7 separate regions of the Mus musculus genome follow, and regions 1, 2, 3, 5, 6 and 7 are each linked to region 4. Evidence: chromatin contacts called from public promoter capture Hi-C data. All regions are on one chromosome and are shown on one strand. The core of a region is the stretch at or near the end of the contact, and the rest is flanking DNA. Distances in the headings are between cores, read along the strand shown.

Region 1 (2,700 bases), core at 74-2,573, 2.6 Mb after region 4:
GGGGCAATGGAACATCCCCAGAGACTTCTGATTGTGTGCCTGCTAATACCTTGATTATGGACTTCAGACCTGATTATGGGTCCTTCAGACCCAAGAGAGGCTAATTGCTATTCCTCAAGTCATCCAGTTGGTAGGACTTTGTCACAGTGGCTGTAGAAAGTGTAACATTAGTTCTCACTATTCCGCAGTATGACTGTGCAAAACCAGATGTTTAGGTCAGCCAGAACTCATTCCATCTCAAAAGCTGGGTGGAGCCGGGTGCGGTAACTAGCTCACACCTGCAACCTCCTAGTGCTTGGAGAAGCTGAGGCAGAACGACTACCGAAAGTTTGAGATCAGCCTGGGCTACCCATCATCTCCTGGAGCCTCGAGAAGTCCTCATCTGTAACTTGCTCGAGGGTAGCCGTGCAGGTAAAGTGGCCAGTTCATGAACAAGGTGGCCCTGAGCTGTGAGTGTTAATCACTAGCGCATCCTTAACAAGCCTTTGGTTAGAGGGGTTTGCTTATTCTCAAACACCGCCCCCCCCCCCCACAAGCCCCATCCCATCCATGTGACAGAGAGCTGGCTGCAAACCAATCAAATGTCCTGGAAAGGGCCAATGAAAGCTGGCACACAGTACAGCTGATACTCACAGGCCTCTGTCCAGAAAAGACAATTAGCCAGCCAAAGAGGAAGAAGGCTTTTAAACAACCCCTAGAACTGCCCAGAGGCAGCAGGAAAATAAAAGTCTAATTGTGTCGAGACAATACCATCAAAATAGGAGCAGGGCTGGCCCATTCTGTGTTGAGTTCTCAGAACAGCCTTGTAGTACTGAGGCCAGGCTGGGAGCAGCAATGCCTTGAGCAAGAACCTCGGTTATGGGTGGAAGAAGCCACCCAGGAACTTGAACTCTGTTTGGCTGATGCATAACTGTCTGGCCATGTTGGGGTTCTGAGGTTCCGCTGTGGGGGTTCCTGAAGAGTGACTCGGATTGGCAAAAGGGAAACGCTGTGACCCTGGGAGATGAGGACACGCCTGCGCGTGTGTGAATCTTGTTAGGTGAAAACCCCAACTCTGTCCCCAGGAGCAGAAGAGCAAAGTTCCGGCTGGAGGGGAGCCCTGAGGAGCCTGAACTGCAGGGTGGATAGATAGGGCCTGTGCAATGATCAGAGCCCGGCTTGGTCAGGCTCCGGTGCTTGGAGCCGGAGAGCTTTACCTGACAGGCTCCGGGAGTCCACAAGGTCGCGACATCAGCCCTGCAGTACTTCCTCTTACTAGCAGCAGGAGACTTCGGGAAGCAAATAGTTCTGACGCGCATGCGCTTAGTAGCCCCAGCTAGGAATGAGGGCGGGGACTTTTCAGGGAGGAGAGGCTGAGGGCGGGGCCCTTCAAAGACGCCCGAAGTGCTAGGGGCGGGGCCTATAGGTAGGGCGTGTTCGGGGCGGAGTTAGGTCCGAAGGTGGTGCTGACCGGATTTAAAGTGTTGAATACACTAAAAAAAAAAAAAAAAAAAAAAGATTGCTGTCTAGTAGCGTGGGCTTCTTCAAAACCATGGAGCATGTGAGAAAATTTGCAATAAGCAGTTGTAAAAAGTACTTAATTTTAAAAAATTAAAAATTAATTACGCTTGCCGGGCATGGTGGTACATGCCTTTAATCCCAGCACTTGGGAGGTAGGGGCAGGCAGATTACTCTTGAGTTCCAGGGCAGCCTGGTCTACAAAGTGAGTTCTGGGACAGCCAGGACTGTTACATAGAGAAACACCGTGTCTTGAAAAACCAAACAAAAACGAAAACCAAAAACCAAAAACAAAACATTTTATTTACTAGTGTGTGTGTGTGTGTGTGTGTGTGTGTGCGCGCGTGTGTGTGTGTGTGTGTGTGTGTGTGTGTGTGTGCGCGCGCGTGTGTGCGTGCGTGTGTGTGTGTGTGTGTGTGTGTGTGTGTGTGTGTGTGTGTGTGCTACAGAATATGTATGAAGATCAGAGGACAACTTTCAGGAGCCAGTTCTCTCCTTCCACCCTGTGAGTTCCAGGAATGAAACTCAGGTAGGTAGGCTCAGAGGCTGGGAGGGGAAAAGGAGGCTGGGTGGAGAGTTGGGGGCTTGGAAAACCAGGCCGAGCTCCTCACTCCTGGCCAAAAGAGAGTGTCTAACATGTAGCTCTCCACACCTCCACCCCCACCCCAGTATCAATGTCTCCAGTGTCCTGCTGCAATGCAGACTGCCCAGAAGCACACACCTACTAAGTCCCAGGAGGGTGGCAGGTCCCCAGTGTAGGTAGATGCTGCTGTCTGACACCTGCACCTGTTTTCAGGGATGAACTGCCTAGCAATGGGAGAGCTCCATCACCTCACACAGAGCTGAGAGAGAGTGTGAGCTGAGCGGGGAGGCTGGCCGGAACTGAGACTGGGGGGGGGGGGGGAGAGGGGAGCAAGGCAGGCTTCTCCAAAGACTGGCATAGTGTCTGACACACAAACTTAATGATGGGCTTTACAATTCATATATCCTTCCCTAATGTCACACATGAGTACAATGTATCTATTGTAAGTGATTACAATAACACCCACCTTCCATACCCCTCCATTTTCCTCCCAGAACCCCCAACCACATCTGCCTCCCCAATTCATGTCTTCTACTTCTTTTTTATTTTTCTTTTCTTCTCTTAAAATTCAAAGAAATTGAATGTAAAATTAAGTAATATATAAGAATGAGTCAAAAACT
Region 2 (2,700 bases), core at 34-2,533, 2.2 Mb after region 4:
TAAATACGATGCAGCGGACTGATTAAATGGCAGGAGGAGCTGTTCACTGGTCGTCTCTCTCCAGGGTTGACACTTGGCCTATGCCTAAAGTTAACAGGTACTGCCAGTGACGTGTCTGCAGAAGAGAAATGTCGTTTCACCCTTTCTTTACGAAGAAGTTGACTGTTACTCGCCATGTCTTTCCTCCCCACCTTCCTCACAGCTAGTGATCGGCACATGCTTTATATGACATGAAAGATTCTAGACATGTTATCCTAAGCTCTGTTGTACCTAGTGGGGCTTTTCCCCCACCTCCCTTCCTTGCCCCCTCCCTTCCTCCTCACTCTCAGCCCATGCTGTCACAGCTAAACTCACTTCTAATAAGGCACAGGTGGGCCCCTGGCCCTGAATAAAATTCATGTTGGTAATGAGCTGCAAAACTCTTGGCTTCCCTTAAGCTTTCTAAGAGAAGAGACAGTGTTGCCCCCTTGGCCCTCTTGGATCTGGCTGGCTTCTTTCCCTGTGGCCATCTTAGCCCTCAAGCAGAGAAAACAGGGCCATTGTTCCAAGCCACGCAGTGACTTTTGGTGAATTGTCAATGTTCTGCACTCGTGCCTGCAAAGGGAGGGCAGTGGAGTGAATCTGTGGGATGTTTGGGGACCTCGTGGACCTTGACCTTTCTTTTCTTGGCAGAAGCTCTAAGGCCCACTCCCCTGGAATCCTTCTTTATGCTGCTGGCTTGGAAGACAGGGAAAGTGTTAAGGAGAGAGATTAGGTATTAAGGAGACACGGTGTGCAGTGATAAATTACCTAAACTGAATACACGGAGTCTGCTGCGCCAAGAAGGCCCTGAAGGAAGGCCAGACCTGTAGGAATGAGAGTATGAAATCAAAGAGAAATGTGTCAAAAACAAATGACAAACTTTCCCACTGTGGGGTCGCACAGGAACACCAGCTGGGGTGAGCCGTCAGTTGGCTGCAAGGTGTGCACTGTGCCTTGTGTCTTCTCATTTCCAGAGAAGCTGATCAGCAGCCGTGGGTTCCCAGATCCCCAGATTGGAAAGGAACTGAGAAGCCGTTCCTGCCTCTCTGTGGAGGAACTCACGTCTTTACCTGATCCCTTTTCTTTACTTCATGCACTCAAAATACCTTCTGAAGGGAGACAAAGTTTTGTTTCCTGGTCCTGCTCTTAATTCACAGCTCACCGAATTAAGTACTTTACCAAGTCCCTCACATCTCACACAAACCAGCTACACGGGAGGTTCTAGGCCTGTTTATAACACAACATTGCCCCTTGTTCTTCGTATCTCAATAATGAAATCTTTGTGTTTTATGAAAGTTCGGCCACTCTGTGCAAAGGGCAGTTTGCTCCAGTACAAACAGAAATCAGAGAAAATAGGAAAACCCCGCCAAACCCTTTCATCTCTGCTTGCCAAGCAGGTGAATTAATAAGGAGCACATTTGAGATTTATTTTCTTTAAGCTCCAACAGTAAAGAATGTTCCAAAGTCGTTCTCAAAGCTCTGGAGATTTTAAAAATTCAAATGAATCAAACTTAACTTGCTGGTATAATGTATAATAAAGCCAGTTCCGGGGCTTACCTGCTCAAAGATACACTCGCTGTACATTTAGATGAGAAAAAGAAATTAAGGAGTCTAAACATACACGGCATGAGATGGCCAAAATTAAGTAAATTAAAAGTGTTTTCAATAAAGGTTTCTAGCTTCAGGTAATAAAGTCGAGGTTCTCAATAGATAGTTTCAATCCTGGTGTTAGGCTGAGCCCAAAAGAACCTACCAGGGTGTATGGAAGGAAGGGAGGGAAGGAAGGAGCAAGGGAGGGGAGGACAAGATCACCCCCACCCTGCCGTGCAGCTGAGACGCCTTCGCTCACACTCTAGCATGGAACTGGTTATTGTCCCAGCCCATTCGCTGCCTCAGCACTTGTCAGGTGACCTGTAAACTTTTCAATACTATGGGACACATAAGCGGCCTTCTTATCCCTACACGTCTTATGGAAGAAAACACTAAGCTCATTTTAAATTAATATTTTCAATTGTCCACAGATAATCAAAGGTTAAAATATCCACAATGTAAGACTACTGAGTTCAACGGGCTGGTAAAAACGGAACAGGAAACTTTGATTTCCAAGTTCCAATCTGGGGGGGGGGGGGGGGGGAGGAGATCAACGGCAGACTGCTAAGAGAGCAGAAGAATTTACAGAGGTGTGGGGGACTTGTCTATCACAGTAACTCCTGTCCTAGAGTTGGGGCCAAACGCTGTAACTATCACAAGTGGTTGTTCAGTTTGGTTATTACTGCAACTGAACAAGCATGGTTTACTTTGAAAACTTGTGTGGGGGACAGTAAAACTCGATATAGCAGTGTGTGCAATCAGAATAAGGTAATGCTATAATTTCTGCTTAGATTGATGTTTCCATAATAAAGCACACAGGATTCACAGATATCAAATATAACTGCCCCCTCCCCAAATTAACCCCCAACTAAAAAACATACTGAGCAAAACCATAGCACACTCTATGCACCCGTCTCAAATAAACTTGTATAAACACGCTACGTGTCGGCACATGCCATTGGAGAACCCATCATAAATTAATTTTGAATTAATCAAAATAGAGTCTCCAGAGTATTTTCTACTGAGGACAATTCAAGAGGCACTTTTTCTAAAATTAGTGCAGCTTTATGTAGATGTAGTTCACACTCA
Region 3 (2,700 bases), core at 128-2,627, 2.1 Mb after region 4:
GGTTTTTTGGTTGTTTGTTTGATGCTAATGCTATTGCGTTTGATGAACTGGCGGGGTGGGGGTGGGGCCTAGTATTTGAGAGACTAGAGCTCCACCATTGAGCTATGTCCCCCAACACTTGTATTTTTACTTTGTACAAGGAGACAGGGTCTTATGAAGTTGACTGGACTGGGTTTCAGCTGGAGACGCTCCTGGCTCAGCCTCTGCAGTAGCTGGGATTCCAAGCCTCACCACCAGGTCCTATTTAACTACTCATTTCCACTAAATCAGAGATTATTAAAATGAAGATCTTCCAGTGTTTTCTTGGAACATATACCCCCTTCCTGTGTGTGTGTGTGTGTGTGTGTGTGTGTGTGTGTGAGAGAGAGCAGGGGCGGGGCACATAATGCCAGGCAGACAATTCCAATGACAATAACAAGTTGTTACTAGGAAAAGAGAGAAAGGACCCCTTCCGACACCTGTCCCAACCACACAGCATCTACACTGCAAAGGGCTTTCTCTATGACTATCTACACTGCCCAGGGGTGTGGGAAGGAAATGGCGTGTTTTATTACATAGAAAACACTGCTAAGCAGCGTATGATTTGACGCCAGACCCTGATACCTGCCCTCAAGTGCCATTCGAATGCCTCCAGCACAACAGTGGAGCCAGGTCGCTTTTGCCCACAAAGCCTCGAGAGCTATTTTAGCTGTTATCCCGGCCCTTTGGTGACAGAGTCAGCCAACACAATGACAGCTCTTTCCAGAACCTCTGAGGCAGAGGACTATTCTAAGAAACATCACAGCTCCCTTCCCCCATGCTTCATCCTTCTTTATTTCAGTATCCCACGCCCCTGCCCCCCCCCCCCCCCCCAATGCAGCAGAGGAGAACCTGGCTGGACCATGGGTAGCCAGAGGAGGAAATTCCAGTCTCAAGAAAAACCAGAACCAAATGTTAGCACGCAGATGCCCCCGGGTTGTAATTTCCCTGTAATGGTTTCTTATGATAATTAAAACCATGTCAGCAAAGGTTGCCCGCCTTGAGACTACAGCAAGGAGGACATGGACAGTGTGTGAAAGCCATTTCGCTTCACTGGGGGTAGGTTCTCAGCACACTCTAGGTCTGCAGGGGGGAAACTGCCATTCCTACTGGAGGCCAATGAGGTGGTAACACTGTCACCTGACTCCATTTTATCTCCTTTCTGTATCTCAGTCCCCTTTGGCTCCCAGCATGGAGCACAGAAGGTCCCCAGGAAACACTGCTCTATGGATACAGCAGTTAGCATTTACTTGGCAGCACTCCCCGAGGACTGTGGTCCTCCTCCTCCTCCCCATCACCTTCTTAGTCACCTTCAGTTGGGGGAGAGGTAGAAAATTACACAACCTGCCCAAGGGCCTCACAGAGAAGGATTTCTAGTTCTATGCCTGAACTCCAGGCAGGTGGGCGGAGCTACAGTTCACTCAGTGATAGGGTGCCTGCAGACGATTCTGGTTCCAAACTCAACCCCACGAAAAATAAACCCACCTGCCAATCAATCCACAGACAAACTGTGCAAGTCAAATCTGGGAGTGTGCCTGGCGGGTGGGTCGGGGTGGGGGGAGAGTTCAGCTGCTCTTTTTCTTTCCTTTCTTTAAAAACTTTTTTAAGAAGTCCACTAATGATACATACATCAGTAACTCTGATGCGAGGCCAGACCCACCTACAGCAGTAAAATAGGTAGGAGGAGGTTAGATTATTTTTTAAAAGCCTAGGCTACTTCCCCAACTGTCTCAGGCTAGCTCCCCCACTGTCTCAGGCTAGCTCCCTCACTGTCTCAGGCTAGCTCCCACACAGTTCTGCTATCACCAGATGTGCCTGGAACAAGCAGCATTTCATTTGTTTGTATTGGAGCTGGGAGTTTCCTGTAACAGTTAAGAAAGAATGGCTCAGCTGGGTGTGGCGTTTCTGCAGCCCCAGGGCTGGGGAGGTTGAGTCAGAGCCCTAGAGCAAAGGACTCAACAATCTCTTAATTTTAAAGTTCTCTCTGGGAAGCTCTAGGACAGTGGTCCTCAACCTGGAGGTCAAAGGGTTTACACGGGCCCCATATCAGGTATCCTACATATCATATATTTCCGTTATGATTCACGACAGTAGCTAAATTACAACTATGGAACAGCAATGAAAATGGTTTTAGGGTGGGGGGGGAGTCATTACAACATGAGGAACTAACTGTATTGAAGAGTCTCACAGCGTTAGCACTGATGAGAGTCACGGCTCAGGGGATTCGCTGGAGTTGTCAACAAATGTCACAGATAAAATGATATGGCCACAGCTAGGGAGGTCTGAGGGAGAAAAAGTGTTACTAAAAATGGCTTTCTAAGCTCACGATGAGCCTGCCATTGTGGCTTGTGTCTATAAACCAAACAGTATGGAGGCCGAGGCAGGAAGATCAGAACTTCAAGGTCATCTTAAAGCGTTTATTTGGTTTGGGGCTAACCTGGACATGTAAGACCCTGTCTCTAAAAAACAAAAACAAACCAAACCAAACCCAAAACCAACCAACCAAACAGACACAATGAATGAATGAATGAATGAATGAATAAATGTTATCTGCTTGGGAGTTGGAAGAATGCATCCTTACTTAAAAGACCGATGAACAGTTATGAGGCTGTGATGGCTGAAAAGGTTTCAGAAGCTTCACCCTGCGTCCAGCAGACATTTCCAGGGGGAGCAAGTGCAGGG
Region 4 (2,700 bases), core at 162-2,661:
TTAAGATACAACTTAGCTTTACTGAGTTCCCTGGGGGATGGACAGGCCACATCACCACGGGTACCTGGATCCTCCACGGTGCTGCTTGTATATGGCCACCCATTTGGAAAGGAGAGCAGGTGATCTGCCCACCGTGCTGCAAACAGCAAACGACCAAAGGAGGATATGGTTCATATTCATTACATATTTGAATGTAAAAAAATTGAAAAAAAAATGACGAGGTGGACAGACATTTGGAGCCTGAGTCCCTTGTGTCCTTCTCCAATGTCAGAACACTCACCCCGGGATTCTGAGAGAGTTGTACTATTTTAAAAAGAGAAGCCTTTAGGTACAAAGGTGACCATACATACAGGATGCTTTTAGGAGGAGATAACTTTTTAGAAAGAGGTAACTCTACCTCTGTAGCCCAGCAGTAGAGGGAACTCCTGTTGAGACATTGAAGGAACCCTTCCTCTCTTCCCTAATGCGCATCTCCTCTTCCCTCTGGGATTCAAAGTCCAGTGTGGGCAGGGTCTCACTGGTGGCTGCAGACACTTGTAGTTGGGTGGACTTTGGGAAATGTTTGTTGATTAACTGATTGGATAGTGAGGCAAGAGAGCTTCCAGGGGAGGCCATGTCTGGCTCTAAAACACTTCGCAGGGTTTAGTGGTGACTGCCACTGTCCTGGCTCTCCTTGGAGCCTGTGGACCAGCCACTTCCTCTCTCCTCTCCTTGAAAACTCATCCTGGAAGCAAGGGGGCCCCTCAGCTCCGAGGGGCCAGTTTTCCTAAGAACGTGCCCAGTCCCCTCCCCGGGAAGGAGAAGAGTGGGGTACTCTGGAGCTAGAAGCAGGACTGAAGAGGGGCTCCCTTGCCTGAGACCTGCAGGTTGATACCTGCCTCTTGGCCGCCCCTTCGCAGCCCGGGCAGGTCATTCCGGGTGGGCACCTGGCCGGGTACTCTGGGGGCCTCGCGGCTGCGCGCGCGGCCGGGCTCGGGAGCGGTACCCGGGCTCGGCCCTCGGTGGCCGCCGCCCCCTCCGCCCCGGGGGCCGGGCCGGGCTCCCGGGAGGCGGGGACTCGCCCAGTGGCAGCAGCGTCCGGGCGGGCGGCGGGCGCGGGGCGGCTTCCTGCAGGCGGCGCCGGGGCGAGCCGAGCGCTACAGTCACCGGCCTCGGGACACGGGGGCCCGGGCGCTCAGGGGGCCGCGTCCGAGGCTCAGGGCGCGCTGCGCAGCCGTCGGTCGCCCCTGCCCGCGCTCGCGTGTCGCCGCGATTGCCGCGGCCGCCGCCGGTTACGCCAGCCCCGCCGCCGCCCGCTCCGATTCTGCGCACAGGCGGCCCCCAAGCCTGTCATTCTGCAAAAACACAGTTTACTCAACACGCCGCACACACTCGCGCGCACACACTCTCACACACACTCACACACAGACACGCGCGCGCGCGCGCACGCAAACACACACACATACACCACACACTTATACACACGCACGCACACACGCGCTCACGCGCGCGCGCAACCCGGGCCCCCCGCGCGCACACGCACGGGAGCGCGCGAGCGAGCAAGACGCGCACACCCGGCGAGCCAAGTTCCGCAGCCTGGCATGGCTTCTGGGGACCTTTACGAGGTACGGAGAAGCCGGGGCGCGGGCGGCGCCGGGGAACCGGGCCTGGCCGAGCTGGTGTGAGCGTAGTCCTGAGCCCGCGGGTGGTGGCGCCGGGGATTGGAGGGCGGCTGGGGGACTCGAGGGTGGCGGCGGACCCGAGGGTGGCGGCGGGGACCGGAGGGTGGCGGGGGCCGGGCGCGCCTCCCGCCGCCGCCTCCCGCGGCGCCCGCTCCCTCTTTCTCTTTCTCTCGCGCACACACTCTCTTACTCCATCTACTTTGCGGCCTTGGAGAGGGGAAGGAGGAAGCCGGGCGGAGCCGGGGCGGAGGGAGGGAAGGTAGCGGTCCCGGGGAGGTGCTTGCTCAGCCCCGACGAGCCGCCCCGAGTGTGGAAAAAAAAAGTACAGGTTAAAAAAAAAATTAAGGAAAAAGAAAAAAAAAGTCGCCGGGCGTGCGAGGGAATGCGGGGGGGCCCGCGCTGCGGACGGCCCAATTTAGGGGTCTTGAGCCCCCGGGGGTGCGCGGGTGTGGGTTGGGTGGGTGATCAAAGCGGAGCCAGGTTCCTAGGAAGGGGAATGAAAAGGACAAGAGTGTTGGGGCACGGGGGAGGGGGTGCCCTGGGGACACCACTCTTGCAGTTCCACAGGGGCCACTGAGTGCCTGCCCCCTCCCCCCACCTGCTGCCTAGTGTCCCCCTTCTCTGGACTCTGAAGCTCTCCTGGCAAGGGCTTGGGGGTTGGTCGCCTCTGCTGGTGTCATGCTTCCTAGGGTGAAAGAGGGGCTGCAGAGGGACCCTCCAGGTGGAAGGGAAGCTGGCCTGAAACTTGTATGTGGGTGGTCAGACTTGTCAGAGGACATGGGTGTGAATCCAGTTCCCAGAACTCCACTGGCACACTAAGGGGGTCATACTTGTCTCTAAGGTCACACAGGTAGTAGTGGGCACTGGATATTTTGAAATCGGTTCAAAATGTTGAAAGAAGGCGTCCATCTGTCATCTTTTGGACAAGAAATACCCACGGTCCCTGGGGAGAGAGGGCTTAGCTGGCCTCGGGACCACAACAGTTCTTGAGTGGGATTTGGACTCCTGGACAAATAAGAAGCCACCACTGATCCCAGGG
Region 5 (2,700 bases), core at 131-2,630, 2.2 Mb after region 4:
CCCAACCCTGCCATCTCTGCTGAAAGTGCTAGAAAAATGATCACCCTTTATGGTGCCACAATCTAGATATCTAGCTGGTGATTTTTCATTCATTCCTGGCTGGGGGAGGGGGGAGATGTGGGGGTGGGGGAGTGTGTGTGTGTATGTGTTAGCGCATAAAAAACAGAAAACTCAAATGTTGCTAAAATAGTCACTTCAATTATCCTAGAACATGTTCAAGATTTAAATTCTTACCCCTCCCACATTCACAACCACAAGGGTCAACCTCCACAGGCCACGCCTTCTCACCTCTGCCTGAAACCAGCTGAGTATATTACAGGGTTTAAAAAACCACCCAGGCTTCTCCAGTGACAGTGCAGAGGGCAGAGACACCCAGCTCAGCACTAAGTTCCAGTACCCAGAGCACCGTAGGGGGCTTGTGATGGTACAGGAAGAGCTCAGGAAAGAGCAGGCGGGCCTGGGGAGGCAGTAGAGGCAAGTCCACACTGTCTACACCCTCAGGACCAATCCAAGAGCATAGGGAAGAGGACGGGACCATGCCTGCTCATCAGTAGCACAGGACGCCAGAGAACTTACCTTCAGTGATGCCAAGAGGATGTGCAGAGAACATGGCGCACTGAGCCCAGCCCTGAGTGGATACCTAAGGAGTGTTCGTGGCACCATCACTGTCACCTCCCATGGTCTGCCTGGCCCATTCCAGAGTAAATGGTCTTGTGAGATTCACCATTCAGGCCCCACTGTACAGAGATGAGTGTTCACAGCTCCACTTGCACAGGGGTTCTCTTGATTGAGGGATGCAACCCAGAGGTGCTGCAGGATGCCAAGTATAACTGGGAGGGAGGAAAGGGGACAATCCCACATCTAGCTGGGCACACATGAACCACAAGCGCATGCCCAGGGGATCAGAAAGTGGCCCAAGACCACAGACCCAGGAGTTGAGAGCCAGAGAAGGCCATGAGTTTTTCACAGGACCAGTGGGACTATGCAAAGTTAGAGTTTGCACTGAGCTAACAGAAAGAAAGGGAGAGGAGATTTTGGGTGATATCTGGGTCAACGCAGATGGTACAGTTATCATCTGTATTCGCATGCTACCTCCCTGTTCACCCATCACCCTCCTGCAGGACTGGTCAGCATCCTTACTGTTGCTCGAGGCCCAAGGTTCCCAGTTCCGCAGCATGGCATGGAAAGGCCCACAGGTGGCCAAGGGAGCGAGGTCCACTGAGGGAAGATTTTTCAAGACTTCATAAAACATTTCAACTTCTTATTGTCACAGCACTTCAAAGAGTGTCAGTGGAAACACACTCCTCTCCCTGAGCTGCCCCGGGGACTTCGGACCCTCCCAGGTTTCTTCACATCTACTCCTGGTATCCCACGGTTCTGTACACTGCAGTCACTCAACAAATATTTTCAGAAGGACAGAACCCGACACAACGCCAGGCGAGGGCAGGGATCCCGTAGATTTCTGGCAACAAAAGTGTAAACGGCACTGTGGCAGAGACATACAAACTCCATCCCTCTGAACAGCCATGTTATCCCATCTTGTGTGGGTCAATAATACATCCTCATGCAAGACTCCCAACCGACCAGACTGTGTTGCTAGGGACCGACTGGAGAATGGGGCCTCTCGCATTCCTGTGGCTATGAGGATCACCCCCGGGGGTCCTGGGATTTATTTCCCTTTCTTGAGAGCAGAGGACAGATAATGAATACACCTCCTCAACTGATCAATTGCCTGCACTTACAGCCTGGCACCATCCCTCCTCCTGAACAAGGTGAAAAGAACGAATCCATGAGTGATGGTCATTAAGAAACTGGCTTCAGAAGAGGAAGGAGAAAATATTAAGAAAACAACGTGGGCATTTAAAAGCAAAGCCCTCTCCACCCCGCTGAAGTGGCTTGGACATTCATCTTGTTCTTGGACTCTGCTTCACCGAACTTGATGGAAGACGGTTGAACTGACATAAAGACTGGCTCAACGTGAGCAACCGTGATTGATGGAGCCATTCCCAGCAGCAGGCAAAACCTACACTGAAAGATGCCTTGGGCTTCCTGTTAGCCGTTTTCTGAAGGGGCCGATACTCTCCCGTGCCCCCTCCCTGGGTTTAAAGAATAGACTAGCAGAATCCGTGATTTCAAAAATAGAGGAGCATTCAACAGAGAGGGAGAAAGACTAGGTCATGGGGCATGGACCTCTTGGGGGAAGACAGCAGAAGACCCTGCAAACTGGGTCCTATCTGGTTTTATCTGGATGCAGCAGTTTGGGTCTTGGGATACACAATTCAGATGAGTTTTCACTTAATTCCATTAAGTGGGCTCATCATGCAATCACGATGGCAAAAGAAAATCTAGCTTTCCTTGGGAGCCAGGAACGCAGTCACAGGTGTGGCAAACGAGCCAGGCTACAGAGAGTTGGGAAGGGCGGCCAGCTTGGATTGGCCTGTGCTCAAGCGCACGCTCTTTCAGTTTGGAGAAGAGGAGACATTTGCAGGAGGGCTGTATTCTTAGGAGGTTTCTTAATATGGAACGGAAAAGAGCAGGCTTTCAAGACTGCTGGGGAGCCTTTCTTCCTTCCTGCCCTTTCTGGATTACAGGAGACCTTTCCCTGACTTTCTTCCCTCTTAGTTTTGAAGAAGGTTAATTATGGCCCAGGAACGTCTTGAAACATCTTGGTACTTGGGATTCTGCCATCGTCGGAGGCGA
Region 6 (2,700 bases), core at 56-2,555, 2.4 Mb after region 4:
ATAATAATAAATATATGCATACAGATTAATATCAATACCTGAGACTTATCTTAACTACTAGGGACTGTAAAGGAAGGAGGCATAAGTGTTCATCACTGTGGGAACAAGGGTATCAATATTCCATTACTGATGCTTTTGAATGTGATTTAAACATTCCAAAAGGTTTATAAAATGTGAGCTTCGGTCATTCTTCCCAAGCAACGACTATAACAAGGACTTGAGTACCCAAGTTCTTATCCACGCTGTCAGATTGTGATGATGATGTTATAAAGGATTTGGGCTCCTTACACAGCCAAGGCTTAGAGATGTGTTATTCCCATCTCCCCAGAGAAAGATGTGCCTTTTCCGTCAACCAGTCCACCTTGGCCAAGGTATAAACTTCAACCAGCTCTCTGCCAGGCAGCAAGCACAGATGAATGCTTGCAACAGCAGCATACCCTGGAAAAGCCTACAGGCTGGGAGAGGAGGGAGGGGGCCAACGAGACAGTCAATTCCCAGAGAGTGTGGGAAGAGCTACGTTCTCAGAATGAGTGAAGAGGCGTGGGAGCCCAGGGGAGGAAATGACTCAATTTGGAGAAAAGTGGCGTTCCGCGCTGGGGTTTCAGGAGTGGAGAGGCGTTTCCGGAAGAGAAGCTGTGTACGGTCAGACCTGAGTTCTGAAGAGGAGTAGGTGGCTCAGTCAGGGAAATGGGAGTGGGGGTGGCGCCTTGCTTCCTGGAGGGGGTGGGGGGCACCGTTGAAGCATGCAGGGGCGGCTCTGTGAGGAGTAGTGAGGTGCGGTGAGGGAATCAGGAAGACTTTCCTGAGGGCAATGTTGACAGGTGAAGAAATTCGGAGTCCAGTGAGGACAGGAAGTGAGGGATGCTTGAGGGGAGGAGCTGACAAGATCTGAGGTGTACAACTAGACCCTGTCTTTAGGATCATTTTGGGTAGTCAGACAATTCCCCCAAGTGGTGGAAAGGATTCTGCACAGTGATCTGTGTTTTGGAAGAGCCTGTCAGGGAGAGATGAAATCTGAGTAATTTGGTTTATTGCCATTTGTTTCCATTAGTGCTGGAAACAGATGGTCTCATCAGCCTTATGTTGCCCTTGTCAGCATCTGTGTGACTCCAAGGTCTAATTTTTAATTATCCCTGACCATTGGCAGGGACATGAAGGGGAAACGGGAAAGTTCCAACCCTTAAAAAAAAAAAAAGAAAAGAAAAGAAAAGAAAAGGTTTCCTTTGCATCTTTTCTGCTTGCCTATCAGTTATTTTTTCTTTTAACCACCGAGGAATATCTATTAGCCTGGGTTCTATGTTGCCATGGTATCAAGACCAAACAAACCTTAATATATAGGGAATCCAAGGGTACAGTCGAAGGAGACACTGTCTTCCAGCAACTGGGCGATGTGTTGGCAGAGCCTTGTCAGATTGAACACTGGTCCTAAACTGGGATTCATAGGTGGTCAGAGCAGACTTCGTGTAAAAGCGTGGCTGGTGGATAATAGAGCTGGTGGCCCTCTAGAGCCACGAGGAAGAGAACAGGTTTGGGAAATTTCGCACAGCCAAGAGTTTGGTAGGAATTGTTAGGAAGTCAGGCAGCAATTCCTCCAGATTAATAAGAAGCGAGCCTTAGCTACTCTAAGCAGTGTTAACAGCTGTTTGTGGGGCCTAGAGAGATTGCTTAGCAATGAAGAGTGCTTGCTGAATTTGCAAAGCATCTGAATTTGGTTCCTCACTCCAGCATCCAGTAGCTAACAACTAGCTCCAGCTCCGGCTCCAGCGGCTGCCTCTGAGGGCGTATATGTATATGTATATGTATATGTATATGTATATGTATATGTATATATACATACATATATATGTATATATACACACACATACATACACACACATATATATGTATATATATACATATATATACACATATATATACATATATATATATATACATATATATATACATATATATATACATATATATATATGGTCTATGTTTTCAGAAAGTATAGAGACAAAGGTTCTTGGGGGAAAGTGCTCTTGTGTGTGTGTGTGCGAGATGTGTCTGTGTAACAGGGTTCTGTGTTGCTCAAACTGACATTGTACTTGCATTATTGAGTGCCTGGTGTGGTGGTTTGAATAGGAATGCCCCCCCCCCCCGACTTGTGGATTTTAAAACCTGGTCACCAGGGCATGCCACCATTTGAAAGGATTAGGAGATGTTGGAGGAAGTGTGTCAATGGAGGTAGGTTCTGAGGGCTCAAGGACCCAAGTTAGGCCCAGCATCTTTTTCTTCCTACTGCCTGTGGATCTGGCTGTAGAACTCTGAGGGTCTTCTCTAGCACCACGGCTGCTTATATGTCACCACGCTACCTCCTATGACCACAATGGACTACACCTCTGAAACTGTAAGCAGGCCCCATTTAAGTGCTTTCCTTCATAAGAGTTGCCGTGGTCATGGTTTCTCTCCACAGTGGCAGAACTCTGACTAAGACACCTGGCTTTAATATTTTTTTTTTTAAAAATCACTTCTTTATAAGATGTATTTTCAGTTTTTGACTATCTTTCACACACAAAGAACTGCTTTTATTCTGATATTTTCTACATCGATTTTGTCATACTCCATTCTTATCCAGCCTTGCCATTTTCTTTCACCACCTCTATTTTGTAGAGGTCAGGTCTTCACCCCCACCCCTATTGTAGAATACTGGCCTCTGAG
Region 7 (2,700 bases), core at 163-2,662, 2.3 Mb after region 4:
CTAGGTGACACAGGTGGTGAACTTCCAAGACAGCCAGCTTCTTCCTCACACTCTTTATGTGAGTCGAAAGCCTGGCATCTTAAAACAAAGTCCTTGTGGGCTTTTTCTCCTGCTAGTCAGCTGTTGCTGATGACTGGCTCAGCAAGTTCGAGACCACATCAGGACACGTTACCCAACAGATGTGGGTTGACCAACCCTTATCTTTTCTTCAAACTGACCAACTCTTAAATTAGGGAATGAAAACTCCTCAATGACTTAAAACCAAAGCCCTCAAGAAGAGGCTGCAATTTTTTCGGCTCCAGAGTTCCCTTTGGCTTTGCAGTTGTTTTCTCCATGTGTGTCTGCCCTGTGAACACGAGTCCTCCCCTACAGAGTGCCTTTCAGCCTGCTGACTGTGCCTGCTGCTGTCGGAGGTGTTGGAGACTTCTCCACTGCTACCTGCTACATTGCGAATTTCCCGCTTTTTCATTCTTTGACTGGCAGAGCCTGATCAAGACTGTATGAAAACCTAGCATTTTGTCCATTAAGTATCTATTTCTTAAAAATGAACAGAGGTCCCCAAGCATAGAGTCAGCTGCAGTAGCTCCCCCTATGGGAGCTACTATCCCCTATCACGCCTATGCAATTTTGCCACAGATACAGTCCAAGTAACAGAAAACGCCTGCGGGGCAACCTACTAGCCTCTCCACTGAGTGCCTTGTGCACAGCACAGATTCATTCTTGTGTCTGCTCATTTCAGAGATGAGGAGAACAGAAAAGTCAGGGGCTTGCTTTCAGTGGCCCAAGGTCACGGTTAGCAACAGGGAAAGGCTCTGTGGAGGTTTCCAAGACTTCCCTGGGAAACCACTGCGAGCCATCCAGGACATCTGCTTAAAAATACAGATTGCTGGGCCTCCAGATCAGGTCCCCATGGCAGGAGCTTGGCTTTGAAGTTTTCTCTATTTCCTCTTTAGAGGAGTAAGACCTAGGCGCCACCACCGCACGGTGCAGTGCCACCTAGTGAGCGGCAGGGGGCGTGCGGCGGGTGGCCAGGTGACGGGACCTTGACCCAGATCCCCTAATAACGGGGGACAGCCTGGGACAGGTGGCTGGCATTTCGGATGCGCATGCCCGCCTGGCAGGGCAGCGCAGGGTCCAGGCCTCGCAGGACACGGCTCCCAGGAACGCCGCTCCAAGGCCGCTTACTTGGCGTAGTACACCCAGCCGTCCTTGGTGGTTCTCTCCTCCCAGCCCGGAGGCAGCTCATCCTCACTGTCCGTGTCGTCCAGGCCCGCATAGCGCAGAGCTGCCATGCTGGAGACAGAAGTAGCCGCCTGCTCTCCTCAGCAACTCACTCTGGCTTCAACCGCGCCGCGCGCGTCCGGGAGGGGACCAGACCGCTCGCGCCTGCGCACTGCTCGCCCAGCCGGTCCGCGGCTGTAATCCAGTTTCCGGGTTTTGCAGCTACTGGCGGGAAAGGGGGCGGAGCCTGAGAAGAGCACGGGAGGGAACGCGGAAGAGATGGAACGGCCGTGGGGGGTGGAAGGAAAAGCAGGAACGGCTCAGAAACTGGAATAAGCTTCCTCAGCCTCCTGGAAGGGGCGTGCTTACCCAGTCATCATGCAGGACTCTGCACGTTGCTGGGCGACCCGAAGGCACTTCCTTATTGTTTTACCCAATCCTGAATGAGTCCCAGCAGTGAAGTATCCTGGGAAATGTAGTCCAAGCTCAACTGGACTATAAAGGGGGGGCGGGGAGGGGGGAAAGGTTCTGATGAGATTATTCTGAGCTCCAGTTTCGTCCCATGCCCTGCAGGTGTACAACCTTTTGACACTACGACATGATACTGTGACATGGTCATTTCCAAAATTTACACTAGAGAAGCCCTCAATCGAATATCCAAATAGGAAAAAGAAAAGAAAAATCTCACAATGCTTAAAGTTTAGGATTTTTGTGTTGGGCAGCATTTATTAGTATCCCGGGCCACGTGTTGCCACGAGCCTCAGGTTGGACACACCTGCGAGAGTAAATGTCCTGACTTGATACTATCCAGGTATTTTTCCATTCACAATCTGTGTTGTTTATGTAAATATGCCATTTAAAAAAAAAAAACCTACACTTGGAGAACTAAGTGACTCCAGAATTTGGGAGGGTAAGTCAAAACGATCACAAGTTCACAAGTTCGAGGCCAGCCTATGCTATAAAGGGAGCCAAAAATCGAGAACATGCAAATTCTCATGCCTCCAGATTCTCTATTAAGAGAGAATGGTCTTCCAACCATAACTTGGTTCTCTTGTTCATAGGCGGCACCTGATTACAAACTTGCAAAGCAGACTTTTAAAGCACCTGAAAAAAAAATCCTGGTTATAAATATCCTAGACCCACAATGTGAAGCCTACCTTCACAACAGCACTTAGTCCCTTCCCCTATTTGTTTATCATTTCTGGCTCCTGGAAGTTTAGCTTTGACTTTGATCTAACAAGGATCTATCTGCATGTAAACCCAGGCAAAGAAGATTTTTCAGGAGCTTGAATACGTGTGAGACAAAGCCAACACCCACAAAGTCATACCCTAAGGAGATTTTATGACCATCTTGTTTCTGTAAAAACATCTGCGCCACAGTAGTTATGAAATGAGGATTTTTTAACTATCCAAGCTTGTGCTTCCGAAGCTGCACGCCAGGTGGCGCTATCAGCCTGCAGTTCAAAGCCTTGGTTCCCA

The links. Promoter capture Hi-C pulls out the DNA fragments that hold promoters and counts their contacts.
Region 1: a promoter capture Hi-C map of pre-B cells shows a contact between it and region 4, with 2.6 times the contacts expected there. The contact joins the promoter of Nudt7 here to the promoter of Cdyl2 in region 4. A contact is called at or near these places in 3 of 39 promoter capture datasets (cranial neural crest, hippocampal neurons and pre-B cells).
Region 2: a contact with region 4 is called in a promoter capture Hi-C map of liver, with 7 times the contacts expected there. The contact joins the enhancer-like site here to the promoter of Cdyl2 in region 4. A contact is called at or near these places in 7 of 39 promoter capture datasets (the 3T3-L1 cell line, embryonic stem cells, hippocampal neurons and 3 more) and 1 of 115 datasets of contacts at active chromatin or transcription factors (large pre-B cells).
Region 3: a promoter capture Hi-C map of trophoblast stem cells shows a contact between it and region 4, with 9 times the contacts expected there. The contact joins the enhancer-like site here to the promoter of Cdyl2 in region 4. A contact is called at or near these places in 6 of 39 promoter capture datasets (embryonic stem cells, hippocampal neurons, liver and 3 more).
Region 5: a contact with region 4 is called in a promoter capture Hi-C map of liver, with 3 times the contacts expected there. The contact joins the enhancer-like site here to the promoter of Cdyl2 in region 4. A contact is called at or near these places in 6 of 39 promoter capture datasets (embryonic stem cells, hippocampal neurons, liver and 2 more) and 1 of 115 datasets of contacts at active chromatin or transcription factors (embryonic forebrain).
Region 6: a contact with region 4 is called in a promoter capture Hi-C map of hippocampal neurons, with 6 times the contacts expected there. The contact joins the promoter of 4933408N05Rik here to the promoter of Cdyl2 in region 4. A contact is called at or near these places in 3 of 39 promoter capture datasets (the 3T3-L1 cell line, embryonic stem cells and hippocampal neurons).
Region 7: a promoter capture Hi-C map of liver shows a contact between it and region 4, with 6 times the contacts expected there. The contact joins the promoter of Wwox here to the promoter of Cdyl2 in region 4. A contact is called at or near these places in 7 of 39 promoter capture datasets (the HPC-7 cell line, cranial neural crest, frontonasal cranial neural crest and 3 more), 1 of 15 datasets of contacts at CTCF or cohesin (large pre-B cells), 5 of 484 Hi-C or Micro-C datasets (CD4 T cells, the HPC-7 cell line, liver and 2 more), 2 of 115 datasets of contacts at active chromatin or transcription factors (astrocytes and large pre-B cells) and 2 of 9 other capture datasets (adipose tissue and liver).

What each region holds. Positions count from the first base shown.
Region 1 is chr8:114,132,197-114,134,896 of GRCm38.p6, reverse strand. It overlaps Nudt7 (nudix (nucleoside diphosphate linked moiety X)-type motif 7), which reads right to left and starts at 1,323. Exons shown (of 4, transcript NM_024437.4): 1 at 1,197-1,323. The coding sequence starts at 1,231.
Region 2 is chr8:114,534,349-114,537,048 of GRCm38.p6, reverse strand. The region is part of intron 5 of Wwox (WW domain-containing oxidoreductase); the gene reads right to left. Among named protein-coding and RNA genes, the nearest start is that of Gm16116, 61 kb to the left of the region's middle. Within about 2 kb of position 1,283, at least 6 of the 459 cell types and tissues checked have an H3K27ac peak or open chromatin away from gene starts, as enhancers often do. A contact at or near this core is called in liver, where this site is marked.
Region 3 is chr8:114,633,523-114,636,222 of GRCm38.p6, reverse strand. The region is part of intron 5 of Wwox (WW domain-containing oxidoreductase); the gene reads right to left. Among named protein-coding and RNA genes, the nearest start is that of Gm30554, 17 kb to the right of the region's middle. Within about 2 kb of position 1,377, at least 35 of the 459 cell types and tissues checked have an H3K27ac peak or open chromatin away from gene starts, as enhancers often do. A contact at or near this core is called in embryonic stem cells and trophoblast stem cells, where this site is marked.
Region 4 is chr8:116,731,702-116,734,401 of GRCm38.p6, reverse strand. It overlaps Cdyl2 (chromodomain protein, Y chromosome-like 2), which reads left to right and starts at 1,411. Exons shown (of 7, transcript NM_029441.3): 1 at 1,411-1,604. The coding sequence starts at 1,581.
Region 5 is chr8:114,558,496-114,561,195 of GRCm38.p6, reverse strand. The region is part of intron 5 of Wwox (WW domain-containing oxidoreductase); the gene reads right to left. Among named protein-coding and RNA genes, the nearest start is that of Gm16116, 37 kb to the left of the region's middle. Within about 2 kb of position 1,380, at least 3 of the 459 cell types and tissues checked have an H3K27ac peak or open chromatin away from gene starts, as enhancers often do. A contact at or near this core is called in liver, where this site is marked.
Region 6 is chr8:114,350,083-114,352,782 of GRCm38.p6, reverse strand. 4933408N05Rik (RIKEN cDNA 4933408N05 gene) reads left to right here and starts at 1,305. Exons shown (of 3, transcript NR_045831.2): 1 at 1,305-2,389. The region is part of intron 7 of Vat1l (vesicle amine transport protein 1 like); the gene reads right to left.
Region 7 is chr8:114,438,364-114,441,063 of GRCm38.p6, reverse strand. It overlaps Wwox (WW domain-containing oxidoreductase), which reads right to left and starts at 1,412. Exons shown (of 9, transcript NM_019573.3): 1 at 1,186-1,412. The coding sequence starts at 1,292.